Regions from separate parts of the Mus musculus genome. Here all the other regions are linked to region 1. Evidence: chromatin contacts called from public HiChIP or PLAC-seq data. All regions are on one chromosome and are shown on one strand. Each heading gives the region's core, a stretch centred on a gene start, on an enhancer-like site or on the middle of the called end of the contact. The rest is flanking DNA. Distances are from core to core; before and after follow the strand shown.

Region 1 (2,737 bases), core at 82-2,581:
TAAGGCTTGTGTCCATCATCCTAATATTTGTCTAAACTTGCAATATGCAAAGTAAATGTCTTCTTTATTTTGATAATTCTTTTTGTGTTCTTTTTATTTTTTTGGGCATTCTTATGAAAGCTGTCCTCAACCTCATCTGATTTTGTCTTAGAAGCATGGCCAGGGGACTGGTGGTGGCGGGGCTCTCTACACCAATATAGGGTAACTAGGTTGGTTGCCTGCATGGAGGTCCCAGAAACTCAGAAGTCAGGGAAGCCCAGAGCAGAACAAGGAAAGGACTCATGAGATAATTGCAGAATGGAAGTTTCTTATACTATTCTGTACCAGACTCGGACTCTACGGTCTTCACACCCACTGTGAGCGTCTTCTCACAGATAAGACCTCTTGGCGTTTGCTTGTTTAAACAAAATCAGAGAGTTACTGACATATTTAAGTGTATACAGAATTAAGACAACTTTTGAATTAAACTGCTCAACAAGAAAACAGTGTAAGACTTGTTACGAACAAAATATATTGATAACTTAGTAATGGACACCCCAGAATCAGTAAACAATATGATTGGTTTATTCTTGCTAAGTAAAATTTTCGAAGAGTTTTAGTAAGGGTAAAATGTGTTAGACTGTGAAGCAAAACCGTTTGAGTGGTTGGATTCCATTTTGACTCTGACAGAAAGACACCTTTGTGCCTTGATAGGTTAGCTTCCCAGTTTAAAGCGCTCAGTACAGTACAGCCTTGATGAGATGCAGAACTGCAGTTGAGGGCAAGCATAGTGCTGGCCAGGGAAAGATTGTGCAACGGGGAAGTTTCATTTCTAATTTCGGGCCTAACTTTTTATAGTTAGAAAACTGTTTCAGAAGTTTGGCGCAATCTCAGTTCCACAGTCCCATACAGAAAATATGACTTACCTAGGAAACAATGTCTTAGCCCATAGAGCTGTGTCTGAAGAACAAGGCTAGAGGATGTTGCTTGATTTAAAAGGGCAGTGAACACGGGATGGTGCTGGACCAAGGCCCCCTTATCTTGTTACAAGAGCTCAGAGGGACCTGTTAAAAAGACATTCTCTTACTGACTGGAGATGAGGAGCTCCGAGATGCGGAGGCATTCTAAGCTGGAAAACAAGGTGTGAGCCTAAATGTGGCTGAAGTGGAACAAAGGCGTGTAAGGATCTCGGATTGCCAACAAAAGTAGCTGCGGTTTCCAGGGAGGGTGGTTGGAAAAACCTTGGTGGAAGGAGAGTCCCTCGGGAGGTGGCAGAAGGCGCAGCCCCGCCCTTAGTAGCTCCGCCCCTGTCACCCCGCCCCCACCCGCGCGGACCAATAGGAGGCCGGGATGTTAGAGTGTGGGAGGTGCGGCCGTGTTGCTACAGCAGGAACTGGGCGGCGGCGGGTGCTGCCTGCGGAGCCTGAGGCGGCGCGTCATGGACGGACTGGAAGGTGAGACGCGAGGGGGATGCGACCGCGGGGCTCCAGCGGGCCCGAGCGACCGGGGCCTGGAGTCTGGGGGCAAGTGCGGCCGGCCGGCCGGCTCTGCAGCGAGGTCCCCGCGCTCGCCGACACCCGGGGCGGAGCTGGCGGCCCCTTACGGGAGCGGTGGCCGCGGGCTGCCCGCCGGGCACGGTGCTCGACTTCACCGCGGGGTTGGAGCCCCCGCGTCCTCACTTCTGCAAGGCCTAACTACCATGTCGGGTCCTTTCTGGACCCCTGAGTTTCCTGTGGGCACTAGGTGTCTCTGGTCGAGTCTTATCTTTGCAAAGTGTATTCTTGGTTAAGGTTCGCGACGCCCGGGTCGCCAGCTCTTGCTGACCCCTCAGGACCTGCCCTGCCTCCAGCGAGCTCTGGACACACACCTTGGACAGTCGTAGGTCCATTCCTTCCATTTCTACCGCACCTTGCTCGGAGAGATGCCGGAGCATCTCCCAAGGAAGTGTCCCTGGCGAGCTCTACAGCAGGGACAATAGCTTCAACATTAATGGTTTATTCACGAGGACGGTCTAGGGAAAAGCCAGCTTTGCTTCCTTATCTTCACTTTATCCTGGTGCCTTAGCCATGGCTTCAGATTTTGTTTTGTTCCCAGTTCTTTCCCTTTCTTCATCCATTTTAATCCCGCGCTAGGACAACATTTCACTTAAAAAACAAAGGAAGGAAGAAAAAAAAAATCTTAACAGTGGTGACAACAGTTTCAGGATTTAAAAAGACTAGGGATCTTTCTGATATACAAGCTTTCAGAAAATTTGGATCCTGCTGCCTTAAAATAGTTTTTTTTTCTCTCTTAAAATTGTTTCACCACTTACTGTACTTGGAATGAATAGGGGACTTGATCCCTTCATTTTCTTGTATTATAGATAGTCAAATATTTCAGGACATGTTACGAAGTTAACAGTGGTAACTGATAACTCTTCCCCAGTGATTTAAGTGTACCAGAAAGAAAATATAATAATATGATTATGAATTTTATTTCACAATGATATTTTGCAGTTAAGCTTTCTCCAAACATCTTGAAGGTGATAAAGAATTCTAATAGATCATTTATGCTGCAGATTAGCTGTGAAGGTCTTGCTTGGTGTACCACTCAAATTAACATGAAATGAGAAATTGTAATGACAGCATACCTTTCAAAAATCTCCTATTTTTGGATACCCCTACAGGCAACTCATTTTAGTGATTTACAACTATACTAGTATAGGGACTGTATAGAGAATAGAGTTGAAACATAGGTGTGAAGACTTTACAACGCTATC
Region 2 (2,737 bases), core at 111-2,610, 790 kb after region 1:
GCTCTCTACCACGTTCTGAGTTGGTTTCCCCAAGTCATGCATTTATAACCATAGCCCACTAAAGGAAGGATCACACTGTCTTTATACCTCATTCCTAACTACTACCTATAAATATCCAATAGCCTCATTCTGTTCCAGGTCCAAGCCATTACTTGTGTTTCCTGTACTTCTTCTCCTCTGCCCCTGGGCTTTCACTCCATTTTCCCCCAATTCCTCTTTATCTCTACAGGCATTTTTTACACTGTCCTTTGATGCATCTCACTATATGTATTCTTGGTAGCCCCTCAAGACTAACAACGCCTTAGAAGGAGAGTTACCTCCTTAAGCTTAAGATTATTAATTTACCCAACAATGCTTGAAATACGTGGAATGCTATTTAAAGAGTGCAAGATTTTCTGTGGTGGAATGTTTCTTCTGCCTGAGATGAAATGTCTGGCTCAGAGAGCAGAACTATGAGAAGTGCTATCTAGGCAACTGCACTGCTGCTCCCCTCTCGCTGTTGGTGATATATGGCACCACAGCTTGAGAGAACTCTACAGAGCACTCATTTTTCATCTTGACTTTTCACTTAAAAAGATTCATAGGTTGAAAACAAGCAATAGATATCATGACTGGTAAGACCATCCCAACATCTTTCAAGACCTACTTGTTTACTGGAGTAGATTATGTCACACTTCAAGAACAGACTCATTTGATACATACAGAAAGCAATTTCAGCATAGAAAAAATACTTACAAAGTCCCCAAGAAACATCAAACAACAGCTAACTCTAAAGAAGACATCTTGGGAGGATTACACTAACTTTTCCATGGAGCCAGATTGATTATGTTTGTGCATGTGATAGTTTCAGTGGCATGATGTACTCCAGGATGCTAAAAGCCTGGCTTCACGTGTTCTTTGATTAGGTATTCATCTCATTGACGGAATATGTTAGAGCTTACTACTTTTTGTACAAAAAAAAAAAAAAAGAGTAGTTGTTTAAGGCTGCTGATTTTCTGAGATCAATCAAGGGAATTCACATAAGAGTGGCTAAGCAGATGATTTTTAAAAATACATGATCCTTAGTACAGTATTGAAAAATAAAGTACTACAGCCCCATCAATTAAAACAGAAATACAACAGTGTCCTAAGTGTTCCTACAAGGGTATTTTTGAACTAACATGTAGTTGGTGGACCAAGAAAAGCAGATCATTCTCCAAAATGTAGGTGGATCTCATTCAATCACTTAAAAACCTAAATTAAACAAAAAGTCTAACTCTCTTCAGTTAAGGATGAATCTTTTTCTTTCTTAAATGCACAAGGGCTTGAAGTGACACTTTTGTGCTTTCTGGGCTTTGATCCAGGAATCTCATGAAGCATCCCTGGTTCTTAGCCTCTCAGAAATGGGTGAAACTATATCCTTAGCTTCCCTGGCTCTGCAGCCTGCTGACTCATCCCATAGATATTTAAGGATAGCAGCCTCCAGTTCCGGATAATAAATCCCTTTAGGGTCAGAAATGTAGACTTTTGGATATGTCTCCTACTGGTTCTGTTCCTCTGGAAAACATTTACTCTTCTATTCCACCAAATTCCCTGATCATAGAAAGTAAACACAAGTCCTATTGACATTTTGCAGAAATTTAATTAAGTAGATTGTCCAAGTTTATGTGGTTATAAAGACTCTGCAGAAATTAAACCAAGCCCAACTCCAAAGGACTAGTTCTTATATTCTGATGTTCTGTCTTCCAAAGAGTAATTCTATGTACAGCAAATACATTTAGTCATACAAACAAACAGAAATGTGGTAGATATTATAATACCTATGTGATTAAACCACTGTAGGAGTCAAGGTGCTCTGAAGGAACATAAAAACTAATAGAATAAATCTATGTGGATGTGAAGAAAAGAGGTTTATTGGAGTGGCTTACATGTGTGGTCTAGCTAGTCCAATAAGGGCCATGTACCAATGGAAAGTGAAAGAATACAGTAGGTGTTCAGACCACAAGAATGGATATCTCAGCTGTTCTTCAGTATATTCTAGAATCCAGAAGTGTATTCTAATGCTAGTGACTCGCCACTGAGATTGAAGACAAAAGGGCAATGAGCATAAGCTTTTTCTTCCATATCCTTTATATAGGCTACCACCTGAAGATGTGGTCCGAATTAAAAGTAGGTCTTCCCACCTCAAAAGATCTGGATTAAAGGTGGGTCTTCCCATGTCAAATAATTTAACTAAGAAAAAAATTCCCTTGGTGTACTCAGCCACTTGGGTTTTACTTAATTCCAGATTAACTCAAGTTGACAACAAGAATAGTCATTGCAGCCACTTAGTGCAATTTCTGCTGCTGTAATGAACTTGAGGTTTCATACTTCCTAAAGCAATGCAGTTCAATAGACTCAGAACTCTGGTGTGAGACAGTTCAGGTAGCATGGTACTAGTCCTAGGGCACGGGCTGAGTCTCACCAGAGCAGAAAGATGAGAACAGAAATAGAAAGCTATGCACAGATGTGAGATCCAGGAGGTTGATTGAACAGGATCCCATTCAACAATCCTTAGAACTAACTCAGTCCTATGACAACTACATTAATCTCCACTGAGAGTTATGGCTCCAATGATTTATGCTACAATCTAACTTTTAAAGATTCCTCTGCCTCAATGCGCCATGCTAGCAAACACATTTCCTGACATACTCAAGCCATATCTAAACCATAGCACTCCTAAGAAAGAGAATGAGAAGCAGATAATTCATGGAGAGGT
Region 3 (2,737 bases), core at 161-2,660, 770 kb after region 1:
ATTTGTTTGTTTTGTTTTGTTGTTTTATTTCATTATCTTTACAGGACAGAATTGTGAATGTCCAATAATAGTCAGATGACTGAGGGTCCAAAAGGAGAAAGATCATTTTTTTGTGCACTAACTCGTATGATGGGTATTTTAACTACTGGTCAGATCAAGTGAAGGAAAACTTAAGGTGTAGTTTCCAGACAGAATTAAAAGAGGAGGAATCATCTGCCCCATCTATGGGTGTTAACTACTCTCTGGGATGTAGTCCTAGCCTGAATAAAAAGAGAAAAGGAAAGCCAGCTAGTCACTGCCATCTTCCTTTCTCTGTTTCCTGTTCCATCTAGATGTAGATGTGAGGTGTTCAGCAACACCAGCCTGCTGCAGTGGCATCTCTCACTACCATGGTCTCTGTCCTGGTAGTAAGACTAAACTACCACATGCTGTAAGCTAAAATAAACCCTTTCTCATTTGAACAGATTTTTGTCAGGTTTTGGTAACCTATAATGATAAAAATCACTGAAGTGACAGATCTAAAAGACCACAATAAGGTGTTTTAGCAGACAGGTGGGTCTTGCCTTGACAATTACCCAATCACACAGGATATCTTCTTTCATACTCCTTTACTTCTGAAAAAAAAAAAGAATTACTCTTTTTAAAATTAATTCTTTCAAATTCTTGTTAAACATGATGGCTTTCATTATGGTGTTTCCATACACACTCTGCTCTGGCTAGTCCTTCCCCATCACACCCTCACTGTCCCCCTGCCTCATTCTTCCTGGTGTGCTTTTTGGTCTCCCAATATCAGTCCCTTGTTGTCATGTCACATGTATCATTTTAACCACTAAATATCTCTTTTAATTGCAGAAATTAAACAAGTCTGTAGTGTTGGCCCTCTTCTGACTGAGTCCCTGCCACAGTAGGCACTGGAACTGGCAGGACACATGGATCAGCAAACAGAAGTAGGTAGGTAATATCTGATGCCTTTCTTCAGACATCATTTAATAATGTAAAAGGGGGTCCAAAACTGACTAAAAAGTGACCCTGTGAACAAACCCATGCAATCATCTGATTGGGTGTACAAACTGCTATATTATAATCATTTTCCATCTACTATGTGCAGAGAGCAACAGCGAGTGAAAGGTCAGTCATCACTCAGTATTTGTTAATTTCTACATACATGCAGCACTTCAGAGTACAAGCTTGTGCATGCCTGGGAAAATAAATATTAACTTATTGCTGAGAAACATGAGAGTCTATGGTGTACACTTTAAGGGAAACAGAAGCTCATGTGACCTGTACAGGGTGACATAGCCTGCTAACTGACAGGAAGGTTGTGATCCCTGGTGACATGTATGTATAGGAGACCAGAGGAGTATCCTCCCTGTTGTGATCCTTCTGTTATAGTGCTGGACAAAGCCTTAGGTGACTCAGATGTTGTGTAAGCTTAAAAGATGTGAGATATCCACCAAGTATGGCTGAATTATAAACATACAAAGTAACCACAAAGGGAAAACCCACTTCCATTTTGGGAGTCAATTAGTGCTTGATACAAGAATGAGTTCATATGACAAACACTAAGCTGTATCCAACAGTACAAAATATTTATAAATAACAGTAGCCTAACCCCTGAATAAAAGGAGGGCATTGCATTGCCATTATAAGATGCTCTTAGATGTGATCCAAGACCGTGTTGTTCCTTCTGAAAGAGTAACTTAGCAACCACTACAGCATCTTGGGTATTTACCCACAATATCCTAGGAAAGGGAGGAGTTTAATTCAATATAAAGACCTATAAATAATCTTCCCCCAAATAAAATGCAGCAAAGCTAATTGACCCCAGCTGCCTGCCAAAGCAGAATGACTAGCAACAACAAAATGTCAAGTAAACAGAAAAACTTACAAAAGAAAATCTCCAAATGAAAAATAAGGTACAGCATAGTTCCAGCAGAGCATGAGGAAAGTAGCCACAATCAATGCCAAGAAATCTTTAAAGCAAGCTTTCAAATCATCAACAGTGTCAGCAAACACCTCCTAGCCTCATTAGCAAACCTTGGGGGGGGGGGTAGCCCAGTTAATGGAAGCCACTGGCAGCCTCAGTAATATTCCATTTCTGAGCACTCTCCTGGAGGGGAGGCTTTAGCAGAGAAAAAGGAAAAGAAATGCTTAATCAATCTCCTTTAAAGACTCTTACTGCTTACAAAATTATAATTCCCTAAACACCCTTTGTCAAGGTAGCAGTCAACTAGAGCAAGAGTGAGGCCAGCCAAAGCGACCACTCCCTGAAGATAGTACAAAGAGAAAAGTCTAAAATTGAAGCCATGGTAACATGGTTTTCATTTGGACAGCTTTTATTGGATCCCCAGTATGTTTTCTTTCTGAATCACCCCCACGAGATTAACTCTGGTGTATATTCTTGTTTTCATCTGGAAAAGACATACAATTTAAAACCCAACCCCTGGATGGAAAAACATAACAACCCCAATTGCTCATAAAACACAAATAAGAGCAACAAAGGGCAAAGCATGACAGAGCAAAACGCTTCAAGGGGAAAGTCAGCATATTCCGGCAGTAACTCATTTTACTGATTGCAATACCTTCTTGAAAATACCTGAAATCTAGTTTAAAATAGGAGTATGCTGTTATGCACCCTTTAAGAAGAACTATGCAGCTGGGCATGGTGGCACATGCCTTTAATCCCAGCACTTGGGAGGCAGAGGCAGGCAGATTTCTGAGTTTGAGGCCAGCCTGG

The links. HiChIP or PLAC-seq counts read pairs in DNA pulled down with a chosen protein or histone mark.
Region 2: a contact with region 1 is called in an H3K27ac HiChIP or PLAC-seq map of embryonic fibroblasts, with 10 times the contacts expected there. The contact joins the enhancer-like site here to the promoter of Zc2hc1a in region 1. A contact is called at or near these places in 4 of 39 promoter capture datasets (the 3T3-L1 cell line, embryonic stem cells and liver), 5 of 115 datasets of contacts at active chromatin or transcription factors (the NIH/3T3 cell line, astrocytes, embryonic fibroblasts and 2 more) and 1 of 9 other capture datasets (embryonic stem cells).
Region 3: a contact with region 1 is called in an H3K27ac HiChIP or PLAC-seq map of the NIH/3T3 cell line, with 10 times the contacts expected there. The contact joins the enhancer-like site here to the promoter of Zc2hc1a in region 1. A contact is called at or near these places in 6 of 39 promoter capture datasets (the 3T3-L1 cell line, embryonic stem cells, liver and 1 more), 2 of 115 datasets of contacts at active chromatin or transcription factors (the NIH/3T3 cell line and astrocytes) and 1 of 9 other capture datasets (embryonic stem cells).

What each region holds. Positions count from the first base shown.
Region 1 is chr3:7,502,095-7,504,831 of GRCm38.p6, forward strand. It overlaps Zc2hc1a (zinc finger, C2HC-type containing 1A), which reads left to right and starts at 1,332. Exons shown (of 9, transcript NM_173181.3): 1 at 1,332-1,433. The coding sequence starts at 1,418.
Region 2 is chr3:8,291,866-8,294,602 of GRCm38.p6, forward strand. No RefSeq gene overlaps it. Among named protein-coding and RNA genes, the nearest start is that of Gm24614, 140 kb to the right of the region's middle. Within about 2 kb of position 1,361, at least 17 of the 459 cell types and tissues checked have an H3K27ac peak or open chromatin away from gene starts, as enhancers often do. A contact at or near this core is called in embryonic fibroblasts, where this site is marked.
Region 3 is chr3:8,268,766-8,271,502 of GRCm38.p6, forward strand. No RefSeq gene overlaps it. Among named protein-coding and RNA genes, the nearest start is that of Gm24614, 160 kb to the right of the region's middle. Within about 2 kb of position 1,411, at least 29 of the 459 cell types and tissues checked have an H3K27ac peak or open chromatin away from gene starts, as enhancers often do. A contact at or near this core is called in the NIH/3T3 cell line and astrocytes, where this site is marked.